Linked DNA regions of Mus musculus: regions 1, 2, 3 and 4 are each linked to region 5. The links are chromatin contacts, called in public ChIA-PET and HiChIP or PLAC-seq maps. All regions are on one chromosome and are shown on one strand. Each heading gives the region's core, a stretch centred on a gene start, on an enhancer-like site or on the middle of the called end of the contact. The rest is flanking DNA. Distances are from core to core; before and after follow the strand shown. Region 1 holds the start of Ryr1 (ryanodine receptor 1, skeletal muscle). Region 2 has its middle 5.7 kb from the start of 2200002D01Rik. Region 3 holds the start of Psmd8 (proteasome (prosome, macropain) 26S subunit, non-ATPase, 8). Region 4 holds the start of Spint2 (serine protease inhibitor, Kunitz type 2). Region 5 holds the start of Hnrnpl (heterogeneous nuclear ribonucleoprotein L).

Region 1 (2,700 bases), core at 9-2,508, 310 kb after region 5:
GGCTGGGGCTGGGGAGAGGCCCTCCTCCAGTGGCTTCACAGTCCAGCTGTCCCCATCCTTCATTACCAGCCCCAGCTGTTTGTTCCTCCCTCCCAAGAAACCGGACCCAGCCTACCAGGGTCCTATTCTGGGTCAGGAATGCTGCGTCAGCATTTCTGTGTGGACCCAGGACCTCGGGGGTGGGGGGTTGGGGGGGAGAGAGTGCAGGGTCAGCAGACCTGGCCCCAACAGAGACCATCTCCCATATCCAACCCCCATCTCAGCCCATGGGAGGATATGGTGGGAAGGACTAAGAAAAAGGCAGCCCCTCCCCCTCTTGTCCCCTCCCTGTCCCCTACCCAGAGCCCAGAAAAGAGGGCTATTCTGGGAGAGACACCTGTTGTCCCAAGTCCCATCCCTGCCCCCAGCTGGAGATCTGAGATTCAGAGAGACAGGATCAGAGGGACAGCCACACGCAGAAGGCTGAAGCCAAGGGCCAAGAGACAGAGACTCAGACATAAGATATACCAAGGAGCTGAGAAAGACTTCATCACCCAGGTACCCTCAGAGGCCATTAGCTGACATAGTTAAATCCTCCTCGCCAAAACCGAGGGGAAAAGTACATTGAAGCTCCAAGAGACCCCCAAGGAGACGGCCAAAGACTAGGAGTTGAAAAGAAAGGTGTTGTCCAGCCCACCCCAGCCCCCTTCCCAAGAATTTAAATAGGTCAGAGCCTGGAGCAAGAAGGGAATGAGGGCTGGGGTGGCGGTGGAGGACAGCTAAATTAAGCCCAAGAATTAGAACCACCTTCCTCAAGTGCCTGCTTCCAGAACGGCAGGAGGCGGGGTGCTTCCTCAATGACCCCAAATCTCTTATGTCAGGAGAGGGCGTCTGAGGATCCCACCCTCTCCTGCCCACTCGGTCCTCCTAAATCCTGCTAATTCTCCGTGGTCGAAAAGGTGATGAGAAAAAACGGAAAGACAAAGTGACCTCGGATTTCAGAGACCACCAGCAAGCAGGGAAGAGACAGAGAGACTCTCAGAAAAGTAAGCAAGAAATCACCCAAGACCTCCGGACCCAGACAAAAACGTACCGTCCGCAAAAACTGGACCTCGTCCTCGCCTTCACCTCCTCCATCACCCATGATGGCAATCCCCGGGTGTCCCGGGCTAGGGTCTGAGGATGGCGAGAGGGGGCTGCAGGCTTGGCGGGGAACCTGAGGGCGGGCTGGGGTCGGAGACCTCTAGGGAAGCCAGAGGCACCCGCGAGGGAGATGGAACTGCAGGAAGCATGCCCTGTGCGGGACACAATGAGAGAAGGTCCCCGCCCCACCGCACACCCATTGGGCAAGCATGGGACAAGCTACGCCCCTGTTCAGAACCCCGCCCACAGCACAAACTCTTGGTGGAAGGTGTTCGTTCTCTCCAGTGAACTGGGTGTCTAGAAAGTAGCTGAGTGGCCATGGTCACAGTGAGATATCATGTATATATTTGTTTGGCTGGCTCTCCCTTTACCCCTTCCTCTCTCCCTCCCCTTCCCCTCCCCCTCCGAGTGTCATGTACTTCAGAATGGCCTTAAACTCCACATGTAGTCAAGAGTGATCTTGAACCTCTGGCCCCATCTGATTTATGTAATGCCGTGGTTCAAACCCTAGATCACTTGCATGCCAGGCAAGCATTCTACCATTGGGCTACACCCTCAGCCTAGTTCCATCCCTTTCTTAATGGCTAAACTGAGCTTCACCCTTGCTGCAGAATCACACAGTTGTAGCTTGGATGCACACCACATCCCCTAACATTAAAAAAAAAATCACTTAGTACCAGACAGAGTGGTATGGCTTATCATCCAAGCTCTGAAGAGATTGAGGCAAGAGGATTGTAAATCTGGAGTTGGGACCGCATAATAAGAGCCTATCTCAGTGTCAACCAGCCAGACCCCCTGGAACTCCGGGGGACTGGACCACCAACAAAAGAATACACATGGAGGGACCCATGGCTCCGGCCGCATATGTGGCAGAGGATGGCCTTGTTGCACATCAGTGGGAGGAGTGGCACTTGGGCCTAAGGGTGTTCAATGGATGCCCCAGTATAGGAGAATGCTATGGTGGGAAGACAGGAGTGGGAGGGTGGATGGGGGAGCACCCCCATAGAAGCAAGAGGAGGGGGGATGGGATAGAGGGTTTCCGAAGGGGAGATCTGGAACAGGGAAAATTTTTGAAATGTAAATAAAGAAAAGGAAGAAAAAAAAAAAAAAGACCCTGTATCAAAACAGAGACAAAAACAGGGCTGCAGGCATGCCCTAGTCGATATAATGTTTATCTAGCTGTCACAAAGCCCCGGGTTCCATCCATAAACTGGGAGTGGCCATGTGAGTCTGTAATTCCAGCAAGCAGAAAGGATCAGAAACTCAAAGTCAACCTCAGCTCCCTAGCTGGAGGCCAGCCTGTGCTACCTGATACCCTGTCTCAAAACTGGGGGGCAGGGGCATGGGTGTGGGAGGGGGGAGAGAAAACACCAGCCTGACCTTGAACTCGCAAACATCCCAGGCCTCTGCCTCCCAGCACTGAGGTTAAACAAATGCGTCACCCCACCCCACCCTACCCCACCCCACCCCACCCCACCCCACCCCACCCCACCCCCGAGCCCCCAGCTAAAACCTGCCTTTTGAAGTAGTCCTGACTGATGTCTCTTACCCACCTGTTGCAGTTCAGGTGTGAGCTAA
Region 2 (2,700 bases), core at 55-2,554, 440 kb after region 5:
TACAAGATCCTGGGTTCTATCTCAGTCCCACAAAATAATGTATTAAAAGACAAGAATTCGCCGGGCGGTGGTGGCAAACGGCTTTAATCCCAGCACTTGTGAGGCAGAGACAGGCGGATTTCTGAGTTCGAGGCCAGCCTGGTCTACAAAGTGAGTTCCAAGACAGCCAGGGCTACACAGAGAAACCCTGTCTCAAAAAACAAAACAAATATTCTTGCCTCATAAAGTAAATGGCTTTGCAGACTCCGCTTGTCCTGAACAGGCAGCGTTCAGAATGTCAACTGTCTCTTTAGCCCTCCCCTCCACACTGGGGTATTGGTGTTGAGTCTCTGCCCTGGCCTCTCTAGGGTGTGGCTAGTAGGCCGTGGGGTAGGAGGGGCTTCTGTACCCTGGAGATCGTGCACTGCAGTGCTGTTTCAGAGTGGGAGAATGGGAGGGGAGGACAAGGCCTCGTCTCTCCTAACTTCACCTCCATCACATTGTACACAGGATGCCCCACTTCTATCTTTCCCCTCACCTGGCAGGCACTGCACCTGCCCTTCTGGACGTCTCAAGCTTACGGAGGCTGTGTCCTTTTCTCATGTATAGGCCCCAGCTGGTGAGAGGCCACCTATCTCCACTAGCTCTTCTCATTCTCCCCAACTGCTGTAGGCACCCCACTGATCTCCGTTTTTTTGCCTTCTGTTTCATTAACTTCTGCCCCAAATGCCTTGGTGCCAGGGTGTTAAATAGTGCCACTCTGCCCCTCAAGCAAAGCATGCAGTATTGCTGGTGTCCTCACTCCTGGGTCCCTCCATCCCTTTTCTCACCTCAAGAAAAGGCATCCTCAGGGGCTAGCTGTAATCCTGCATTTTATTTAGTTTTGTTTTGAGACAGGGTCTCTTTGTAGACCAGGCTGGTATCCAACTCACAGAGATTCACCTGCCTTTGCCTCAACACTGGGTTTAAAGGCCTGTGCCACCTCCGCCAGCAAAGCATAGGATTTTGTTACTTCAGCAATTACAGTGGGTAGGGAGGCCAAGATGCTGAGGGGCCCAGGTGGGAGAGCAAATACCTTTCCTGGAGTGCTATATGCCTGAGGTCCCTCCTACATGCTTGAGGTCACGTCTGTCTGGAAAAGGGATTATGGTGAGCCTTCGTTTAGTTTTTCCTGGAGTCCCCAAGAACAGAGGCCCAGCTCCTATAAACAACACTATCCCTATTCAACCGCATCCCAGCAGCTGGATGAGCTGGAAGCACGCAGGGACTTTTCTCTTATCAGGCTGAAGCACTGTGCTAGCCTGTGACTACTGGGCTGAGCTCAGCTTCCACCCAGTCCAGAGTTCACTTCCTTCTGCTTCTCAGCTAACATCCTGGCTGTTAACCTCTAGACTCCTGGGTCAGAAACTGGCTTCCTAGCTTCTCACGCACAGCAAGACATTAGCATCTGTGGTTTTCTTTGTTCACAGGACTCCAGATACATACATACATACATACATACACACACACACACACACACACACACACACACACACATACACACACACGCCTGGGCAGTAGGCTATGGCAAAGGAAGAACACAATTAGGTGAGGATGTAGCTCAATGGCCTGCCAATTGCTTGGTATCAACAAAGGGATATTATAAAGCTTGGAGAGCCCTCAGCTTTATACCAGCAACGACTGTTCCTCCTCCCTACACACGTGAGCAGCAATGCAGTCCTGAGGAGTGACCTTCATAGTGCTCAGGATCACCCCTTCTTAACCCTTGAAACCCTGGGGCCTGGGGAAGTGGCAAGGACAATATGGGTGAGTTCCCATTCCAGGGACCAGTTTCACAGCCTCCTCCTCCAGAGCCAGTGGCTCCTCACAGTCCCATCTGTGAAGAGTTCCATGCAAGTACAACCATTTTGCAAAGTTCCCAAGAGCAAGACCTACAGGACCAGAGGCCCATGTGAGTGGACTCAGCTCAGTCCAGTGTCCAGCCCTCAGCCATGTGTGTGTCCACTGAGTACCTCCACTGAACACTTTGATCAGTCTGAGCAATAGAAGCCAGTCAGTCAAATCCCTTCAAGTTGGTTCATCCCCAGGCAAAACTGTACAACCCAGGAGTCTCAGGCTGGGGAAAGATTAGCACATCTTATAGACTGGGTGGATCTAAGAGTCTGTCACCCATTGGACCCACACTGATGGGCCAGGCTGACTTGTGACCTCTAATGTACTCTCAATCACTGTAAGGGGCAACTGGCTTCATACTGTAAATACAGATATTCTGTGGTACTGGACAAAAAGCAGGGTTCAGTGTTGACAGTGATCTTTTAAAAATGTTATGTGTATGAGTGTTCCGACTGCATGTACATCAACACTTGTGTGCCTGGTGTCCCAGAGACCAGAGAGGGTATTAAACACCCTACAACTGGAGTAACAAACAGATGATTGTGAGCCACCATATGTTGTTGCGCATTGAAATTGGGCCCTTTCCAAGAGCTGTCTGTCTGTCTGAGACAGGGTCTTATAGCCCAGACTGGCCTTGAGATTTTGACCCTGCTTCTGAGGGCTGGGATTACAGGCATGTGCTACCGTGCTCCCTCGCTGAGATACCTGTCTTTCATGAGTCTCTCAACAACTCCATCACTAACGGACTCTCGAGGTCAGAGGGCAGGTGGCAGTGATAGATGGGAGTCTTTCCCAACTCCAGAATCTAAGAGCACCTGTATTCCAGGG
Region 3 (2,700 bases), core at 129-2,628, 370 kb after region 5:
AGCTTGCATGCATCCTAACCCACACAACTGCCATGAATATTAGTGGAGTCAGACCTTGTAAAGCAAACACCAAAGGGCCCAAGAACACGGAGCGTACCAATTGGATTACCTCATCTTACAAATATTAGTAACTCCACTGAGAAACACGAGGCACTTGGTGCCTGACCCAGGGGGATCATGGGGTAGGGAGACGCCCATGACCTCAATTCTTCCTGTTGCTATATTTAGCTTGTTTTAGGTTTCTCTCTTGTTTAAGACAGCATCTCCCCAGGCAGGCCAATCTAGTCTAGAACTGGAGAGCCTGGTGTGAGCCTCTCGAGTGCTAGGATTACAAGTGTGGGACATCGTGTTCAGCCATTATATGCAGGTCTGGGAAGACCTCCACCACAGTGTGCCCGAGAAGGGGTAACAAGGAATGTGGGGCATTCCTTTTCCCTCCCCCCCCAGTCCATCCCAGACACCATTCCTTAGTAAACTTGGGAACCTAACACATATTTTGTTGTTGTTTACTTATTATTATTATATATATATTTTGAGACGAAGTCTATGTAGCCCAGCCTCCTCAAACTCGCTATTGAAGACCAGACTGGCCTTCTATCCGCCTGAGTGTGTTTACAACCGAAACGTGTGCTCTTCTAGGTTCGTTTTTGGCTTCAAACTGTTCCTGTTGCCCCTCTTCACACAGGTGTTTCCTAACCTCTGCTCCCTCACAGCTTACCTGGGCTTTATTTGCCACACATTCCCTCAACGTCCCGTCACCTCAGACTTATTCTTTTCACTATCTCCCCGTTTGTCACTGATCCCACTCCTTCCTGCCTCCCTCCAAGTAACAAAGCTCGAACCATCTCATTCGATTCTGCCAGAACCAATCTTTCCATCATCACTCCCTTAACGACACCTCAGGGCCCGCTCTACCAGCCTCGATCTCCCGTCTGTCACCTTCCCCCAGGCATTAGGCATCTAGGACCCGGCGACCTCTTACCTTCAGGCGGCCCAGTTCTTCTCCACATTTACTAAGGTTCGGGTTCTTCCGGTTCCACTCGTCCTTGAGTTGCTCGTACATGCCGGCCGCTGCCTGCAGGATCCCGACCGAGGTGGCCGCGGGTCCGGAGCTCGAGACGGTGGTCGACCCGTTCACCGTAGCCGCTGTGGCCGCCATCTTCCGTGATGCGGCAAGCCGCCGACCCGACTTACGGCAGCGACGCCGGGCAATGGACTCCCGGCGGAAATGAGGCCGGGAGGTGGAGCCCAAAACTGGAGGCGGAGCTACCACTGCCAGTTTCCGCCCCCCGCGGGAGGAGCGCCGCGGCTCTCCTCGGGGTGTCTTCGCAGCCCGACCCTTAATGAACATGCCGCAGCTCCGCCTCTGCTGTCATTCAAAATGGCGAACGGAAGTCCGTTCGCTCCAACTGAAAACAATGCCCACAATGTCCCGCCCACCTGTAGTCACCATGGCCACCCTCGCTGGCTTCGGCCTGTGGAATGTCCATCTTAAGGGTACCGCCTCTACGTCAAGGGGTGGCGATGTGGAGCCATTTGGAAAACTTGTCAGGTGTCACTACATAGGCAGGCTGAGAGAGGACTAGCAGGTGAGATTTAAGATTAGGCGTTCGTGTTTATCAGAGCATCATTCTTCCACGTTTTTTTCAGACTCTTTAAAAAGATTTATTTATTCATTTTATGTATATAAGTACACTGTGGCTGTCTTCAGACACCCCAGAAGAGGGTATTTGATCCCTTTATGGATGGTTGTGAGCCACCATGTGGTTGCTGGGAATTTTAGTCAGGGCTTCTGGAAGAGCAGTCAGTGCTCTTAACCACTGAGCCATTTCTCTTATTTTCTCTTATTCCATTTTTTTCTTATTTTTGAAATTAAAATAGAATTACAGACCGAGCTTTGTGGTTCACGCTTTTAATCCCAGCACTTGGGATGCAGAGGCAGGCGGATCTCTGAGTTCCAGGCCAGCCTGGCCTACAGGCATGCGTGTGTGTGTGTGTGTGTGTGTGTGTGTGTGTGCGTGCATGTGCCCATGTTGAGGTCAGAGGACAGCTTCACAGAGTCGGCTCTCTCTTTAGATCTCATGAGGCCTGGGGATCAAACCCAGGTTGTCAGGCTTGAGAGCTCCTTTATCTGCTGTGCCATCTTGAAAATAAAAGATTCTGACATCATTCTGACAGTTAACTACAGCTGTGCTGGTACAAACCAAGCGGACGTGAGCCTTTCTGAGGACTCGGGACTGATTCTGCAAGGAGGCTTTATTAGGGTCTGAATGAGACATGAGCATTCTAGCCAACCAGAAAGTCCTGGGGAGGTGGCAGGCTGCATTCCCATGAGGAGAGGCCTAAGGGTTCATGAGGAAGAGTACAGACCAGGGACTCAGGCCACCTTTGCTCTCTTAGCTTGAACATTGTCCTCTTTGGTACCTGGTCTGGAGGGACCCTCAAAACTTCCCTCTGAGCTGTGAGAATGGAGGGTGAAGCCCCCAGAAGAGGAGGAAGATGAATAGGTCTCTGGTGCCATCATGTTGTGAATCTTCCAGCGAAATGAGACCCAGGCCTTCACTATGTGAGGCCACACGAGGCAGAACAGGATGTAGAAGACAACCAGGGCTATAAAGAAGCTGGTAGACACCTGCAAGCCCAGTACAACAGTCACAAGGGGTCGGGGTTGGGGTTGGGGTATAGTAGTAGGTGAACCCC
Region 4 (2,862 bases), core at 73-2,572, 470 kb after region 5:
TTCTATCACTGTTCTTATCCCGCTGTCTTCTAGTCACCGCTAGTCATTTAATCTTTGGCGAGTACTCTGCACGTTAAGTGTTCGCTCCCACTGGAATCCAAGCTCTGCGAATTCAGGAACCTGTCTAGTCTTGAGTCAGCCACGACCACCATTCTTACAGACCCTCAGCGGGGACTCAATTAAGTTTGCTCAATCAATGAATTCTTTCAAAAGAGATCTTTTCAAAGCTGGCTAGTGGTTGTCTGAAGCAGTTAAAAGTTGTAACGACTCCTAAAGACGCAAACCCCAGCTGCTGGGTGCCAATACTACACTCGGAGAACAGACGTTCCTGCATTGGCAGGCACCTTGGCAAAGCTCCTCCCTTCTACCAACCGCTGCTTCTCTTCTTCCTCGGGAGATCATGGGGCTGTTGCCATATGTGATATCAACAGGTGTCCGAAGTGCGTTTTCCCTGTACCCAAAGCGGCCAACAGGTCTCCCGAACAAATTTCCACCTCTGAGGCTTGAATGCGCCCCCCACCCCCACCCCAAGTCCCCGTCCCCACCCCGGGCTTTCTTTGGCCAAGCAATTTCCGCTTCGTTGAGCTCCTCACCCACTTCCAGTGCCACGCCTTCCTGGGTCAATACACCTCATCTCCCTCCCTTCCTCCTTCCTTCTGGAAGGGACACTTTGCTAACCCTTACGCCCCCGCGCTCGCGAGGCTCCTACCCTTCCTAGCCCGCCACCTGCAGGTCTGGCTCCACCGCCCATCCTCCCCAACCCCAAGGAGCCTGCGATCACTCTGCGCACCGAGTACCCCCACTTTCGCTGCGGCCTCCTCTATCCCCTGCTCCCGGATCCCCCGCCTGGCCCTCACCGTGGACGTCTAGTTCTCGGCTGGCCACCTGGGCCCCGGAGAGGAGCAGCGAAGCTACCAAGGCGAGGAGCGCCCGGCCCCGCCGCAGCTCACAAAGCTGCGCCATGACCTGCTGCCAGCGCCGCGCGCCAGGCCTCGAGCCGCCGGCCGTTGGGGTGTGGGGGTGGGGTCTCGCGAGCAGGTGCGGGAAAGCCCACGGCCGCGCACGCGCACTGCAGGTCCGCGGGCTCAGGTGCGGCTTCGCCCCGGAGTAGGACTTCGAGGCGCCCGGGTCCCCGGAAGCCCTTTTTTCTGGCTTTTGGCGCGTGCGACGCCTTAGTTGCCTCCCAACACGGTCCCTGGACTCGCGCGGCAACACTCTGCGACTCTTCCCCAGACTGTGAAAGCCTCCACCCGTCCGAGGAGTACTACGGCGAATGGCGGACGCAGGGACACAAGAGAAGGTGGCACCCAGGCTGGGGGTGGGGCGCACCTGGCGGGGCGGGGCAGATGCGGCGCAAGCGCGGAGGGCCCCGCACCTGGCTCTGCGGCCTGCACCTGGCACCGCCCCCGGCTCCTGGGAGGAGGCGTGGTTGGCATTGACCCCGCCCCAGCCGGACCTTGCGGGAGGCGTGGGTCTGTTGGCCACGACGTCCTTGCGCCTTCGTGCTTGCGCTGTGACTATGGCGAGAGAAACTTTTCGGAAACCTGTGGCTGTCTGCCCGCTCTGCTTTAGCGTTCCTTTAGGTGTGAGAGATATATCCTGCCTAAATTCCTCGTTCTCTGTGCCATAAACAAATGTCCCGGATTGAGCAGTGGCCAGGCCAGCTTGGCCTGTGTGTCGTCAAACAGGATCAGCCCGTAGTAGTGATGCGGAAGCAGAGGGAAGAGTGATCAGGAATGTGATGGTGAAATCCTACAGTTGAGTGAGCAGGGGTTGGGACAGTGAAAATCAGGGCATGATCAGAGCCCAGTTTCCTATTCAGTGCGACTGCCAGTTAGGCAGGGCACTGTCTGGAAAGAGGTGACAAGTCCTTAAAACTGCAGGTTTCTCTGGACCCCGTACAGGAAGACAAATACAAATATATAGAGGTGTTAGGGTGACGATCAGAAGCTTGCAAAGGATGAACAGACCTGAAAGGGGGAGGGACACGGGGACTGGACTAGGTACAACACCCAAAGGAGACTTACAAACCACTACCACAGAACCAGGGTGGGCTTCTGGAAAGAAGCTCCATTTAAACTGGATGAATGGAGGAGGGCTGACAGAGGAAGTAGAAGGCCGTTAGCAGAAGAATTAATGATCTCGTTATCATTGAAAATACTGCTCTTGGGCTGGCAAAGTGGCTAAGTAAATACAACTGCCACCAAACCTGATGACCAGATTCGCACCTGCTCGCAAGGTCACCCCCCACCACCACCCCCCAACGGCTGGAGGCCTGGCGTGCCCGGGTGCTCCACGCCTTGTTAGCTTCGCTGCTTCTCTCCGGGGCCCAGGCGGCCAGGAGATTCCTGGTGCAAACACGGTGGAAGAAGAGAACTGGCTTCCTGAAGTTCTCTGACCTCCACACTGTAGCCATGGCACCTGCCAGACCACACGAACACAGACACACACACACAGACACACACACACACACAGACACACACACACACACACACACACACACAAATAAATGTGTTTAAGAAAAATAAAATAGGGCTGGAGAGATGGCTCAGCGGTTAAGAGCACTGACTGCTCTTCTGAAGGTCCTGAGTTCAAATCCCAGCAACCACATGGTGGCTCACAACCATCTATAATAAGATCTGTCACCCTCTTCTGGTGTCTAAAGACAACTACAGTATACTTCATACAATAATAAATAAATCAAAAAAAAAAAAAAAAAAAGGAACTGACTGCTCTTCCAGAGGTCCTGAGTTCAATTCCCAGCAACCACATGGTGGCTCACAACCATCCAAAACGAGTAGCCGTCTTCAGATACTCCAGAAGAGGGCGTCAGATCTCGTTATGGATGGTTGTGAGCCACCA
Region 5 (2,773 bases), core at 137-2,636:
GGAATGACCTGGTGGAAAGGTGTCACAGCACGTTTTGAAGCGGCCTGTGAGTCTTACACCGTCTCAAGACGTGTGTGTGTGTGTGTGTGTGTGTGTGCGCGCGCGCGCGTGCGTGTGGTGGGGGTGGGGGTAGATACGCGCCTTGTCTGTGCTAGGCAAGCGTTCCATTGCTGAGCTACATCCCAGAGTCTTCTTGACTCCCTAGTTTCCCCATAAAGCCTCTGGACGGGTCTGTGGTCGGGATCCGGATCCTCCGTCAGTACGTTCCCTGTCTGCTTGCTCCCCGGCGGGCACTTGTCGGCGTTGCAGCTCTCGGGCTTCGCAGGACCCTGGGAGGAGACAATCGCTTCAGAGCAGTCTCCAAGTAGCGAGTCTAAGCCACAGAGCACTCTGGAGGACGCAGGGTGCTCAGTTGCCAAGTGCGAACCGAGTTGAACTATAAAGATCTACCACCATGACTGAATTTAGAGTGAAATGACGGTGCCTGCCAGGGTCCAAAGTCACATGGCAATCAATGAGTGTTTTATTAGTGAGAAGTGCTCAGATTTGAAGGTTCTTTTAAAAATAATAACCTCCAGCTTAGGATAGGGTAGAGGTGAAGTAAACGTTCTAATGGGTTATAGCTGCTGCAAATTGTTGTCTTGCTCTAGACTTCCGGAGCTTGCAAACAACAGACGCGCGAAAGACCGTTCGGGTACTCGAGTAGTTGTATCCCTTAAAGTCACCTCTTCTATTGAAGCCCCCCCCCCCCCCCAAAAGTACAGGAGCGCATGCGCTCTCTCGGGACCGGTTCCTAGATTGCGCCACAGAGAGCCTACGGGCTCTCCTTTTTCACCAATCAGAAGCTATCAGTCGTCCTATACCATCTGGCAATAGGGCATTCTTTCCACTCTTCATTGACCAATCGAGTGTTGACGTACGAGACGGGCACCTGGGGGAACAATTGTAGGAACACAGAAGGGAAGGCCTTTCTTGTATCCCAGCGGAGTGGCGCGGGAAGATGGTCGTTGTGACTGGGAAACGCAAGGATTTCAGAGTGACCGATTAGCTAGGAAACCAATGAGAGCGGGAAGGAGGCGGAGCTTCGGAGGCCCACTTCCATTTACTGTTTGTGGGAAGGCGGAGCGATCCCAAAAATCTGGCCTATTAAATCAGAGTTTATTTTAAGGAGGTGGGGCCTGGCGGAATGACTGGCAAGAAGCGTTCACCTATAAGGAGTGCGATTGGCGAACAGAGGCGGTCTTTCCAATAGAACGGCATGCGTCCTATCCAATAGAAATGAACCGTGAGGAAACTTCCCCTCCCCCCAAGATAGGGCCAGTGGCTCCCCCTATCGGGTGGGGGCGGCGAGTGACGGGCGTGTCCCTCCCCCAATGAGAGGCGGGGGGAGGCGGGTTCTGCGCCGCCATGTCGCGGAGGCTGCTGCCCCGGGCGGAGAAGCGGCGTCGGCGGCTCGAGCAGAGGCAGCAGCCGGACGAGCAGCTGAGGCGGGCGGGAGCGATGGTGAAGATGGCGGCTGCGGGCGGCGGAGGTGGCGGTGGTCGCTATTACGGCGGCGGCAACGAGGGAGGCCGAGCCCCTAAACGGCTGAAGACTGAAAACGCCGGCGACCAGCACGGAGGCGGCGGCGGCGGAGGCTCCGGGGCGGCGGGCGGCGGCGGCGGGGTGAGGCTGGGGCTTTAGACTCCCGGAAGGAAGGGGAAATTTCGTACTTTAAAAAGCTATTTATTTTTCACAGGGGGGAAAAATCTCTGCGCAGGCGCTGCAGCCCTCGCGCTTTTTTGGTGGGTGGGGGAGGGGCAGGCGTTGGGCAAACGGCGGGGTTTGCGCGAGGACAGGCGCTTGCGCGTGCGCACAATCCGAAGCGGGGCTTGAGGGGGCGGAGGAAGCGGCTGGCTCTGCAGGCACCGCACTGCGCAGGCGCCGCGGGCCGGCATGTGGGGGGCCTAGGCACGCGGTCGGGCCGTTTTTTTTTTTTCTCCTCACTTCTTTATCTTTTTTTTTTTCCTCTTCTTTCCGTGTCCCTATGCGCAAGCGCGTTTCTACAACCACAGCCAGCGAGCGGGAAGCGGGTGGGCGGTGGCCTGACCGAGTCGCCCCGTCGCAGTTTTAATCATGGTCGTTTCCATATAGAAGTTCACTTGATGAAATTATAAAATTATAATGCCCAGATTAAACTGTTTAACTTCTTTTACTGTGTGCATTGAAAAACGGAAGACGATTTGTGAAAGGCAGATTTAACTTTGGGAATTGAGCCAAGCTTAGAAATTATCACTCGATTTGCTTAGGGCTCCAGGATTGGGGCATTTATAAACTAAACTGTATTATGGTCCTGTGGCTATGCATAGAGTCTTTCAGCCTATTTAGTCTTCTGAAGGTCACAATTATGGTGTCTGGGTTAGGATGCAGTTTGCATTCCTTTTAAAAGTTTATTATTAAAGTCCTTCCGGTGGGCACGGAGTCACAGGCCTTTAATCTCTTTGGTTTGAGGCCAGCCTCTTATGCATAGTTAATTCCAGGACAGACAAGGCTGTGAGACTTATCAAAAAGCCAAACAAACAGTGCCCTCTTGATGAGGCTGCTGCTCATGCATTTATCAGCTTCTCCCTGTTGTTACAGTGTTAGGTTTCTCAAGGATTTGGAAGACATTTTAGTTGAGTCTGGTAAGTTAACTGCCAAGCTAGACAACGGGAGCCCATGAGGTGGAAGGAGAGAACAGACTCCAAAAGGTTGTTCTCCGAACATCTCATGGGCTGTGTGGTGAGCCTTACCC

What was found. ChIA-PET counts read pairs in DNA pulled down with a chosen protein or histone mark. HiChIP or PLAC-seq counts read pairs in DNA pulled down with a chosen protein or histone mark.
Region 1: a contact with region 5 is called in an HNF4G HiChIP or PLAC-seq map of pancreatic cancer cells. The contact joins the promoter of Ryr1 here to the promoter of Hnrnpl in region 5. A contact is called at or near these places in 1 of 39 promoter capture datasets (neural stem cells), 1 of 484 Hi-C or Micro-C datasets (palatal mesenchyme), 1 of 115 datasets of contacts at active chromatin or transcription factors (pancreatic cancer cells) and 2 of 9 other capture datasets (liver and pancreatic islet).
Region 2: a contact with region 5 is called in an HNF4G HiChIP or PLAC-seq map of pancreatic cancer cells. The contact joins the enhancer-like site here to the promoter of Hnrnpl in region 5. A contact is called at or near these places in 3 of 39 promoter capture datasets (cranial neural crest, erythroid cells and neural stem cells) and 1 of 115 datasets of contacts at active chromatin or transcription factors (pancreatic cancer cells).
Region 3: an RNA polymerase II ChIA-PET map of memory CD8 T cells shows a contact between it and region 5, with 37 read pairs. The contact joins the promoter of Psmd8 here to the promoter of Hnrnpl in region 5. A contact is called at or near these places in 3 of 39 promoter capture datasets (cranial neural crest, erythroid cells and hippocampal neurons), 1 of 484 Hi-C or Micro-C datasets (muscle stem cells), 5 of 115 datasets of contacts at active chromatin or transcription factors (bone marrow-derived macrophages, effector CD8 T cells, embryonic limb bud and 2 more) and 1 of 9 other capture datasets (adipose tissue).
Region 4: a contact with region 5 is called in a FOXA1 HiChIP or PLAC-seq map of pancreatic cancer cells. The contact joins the promoter of Spint2 here to the promoter of Hnrnpl in region 5. A contact is called at or near these places in 2 of 39 promoter capture datasets (cranial neural crest and embryonic stem cells), 2 of 484 Hi-C or Micro-C datasets (embryonic stem cells and uterus) and 3 of 115 datasets of contacts at active chromatin or transcription factors (cardiomyocytes, microglia and pancreatic cancer cells).

What each region holds. Positions count from the first base shown.
Region 1 is chr7:29,123,893-29,126,592 of GRCm38.p6, forward strand. It overlaps Ryr1 (ryanodine receptor 1, skeletal muscle), which reads right to left and starts at 1,259. Exons shown (of 106, transcript NM_009109.2): 1 at 1,073-1,259. The coding sequence starts at 1,123.
Region 2 is chr7:29,252,782-29,255,481 of GRCm38.p6, forward strand. No RefSeq gene overlaps it. Among named protein-coding and RNA genes, the nearest start is that of 2200002D01Rik, 5.7 kb to the left of the region's middle. Within about 2 kb of position 1,305, at least 39 of the 459 cell types and tissues checked have an H3K27ac peak or open chromatin away from gene starts, as enhancers often do. A contact at or near this core is called in pancreatic cancer cells, where this site is marked.
Region 3 is chr7:29,179,295-29,181,994 of GRCm38.p6, forward strand. Psmd8 (proteasome (prosome, macropain) 26S subunit, non-ATPase, 8) reads right to left here and starts at 1,379. Exons shown (of 7, transcript NM_026545.3): 1 at 983-1,379. The coding sequence starts at 1,351. Catsperg1 (cation channel sperm associated auxiliary subunit gamma 1) reads right to left here. Exons shown (of 28, transcript NM_001368407.1): 28 at 2,238-2,632. The coding sequence ends at 2,378.
Region 4 is chr7:29,280,655-29,283,516 of GRCm38.p6, forward strand. Spint2 (serine protease inhibitor, Kunitz type 2) reads right to left here and starts at 1,323. Exons shown (of 7, transcript NM_011464.2): 1 at 858-1,323. The coding sequence starts at 963.
Region 5 is chr7:28,809,504-28,812,276 of GRCm38.p6, forward strand. Hnrnpl (heterogeneous nuclear ribonucleoprotein L) reads left to right here and starts at 1,387. Exons shown (of 13, transcript NM_177301.5): 1 at 1,387-1,665. The coding sequence starts at 1,408.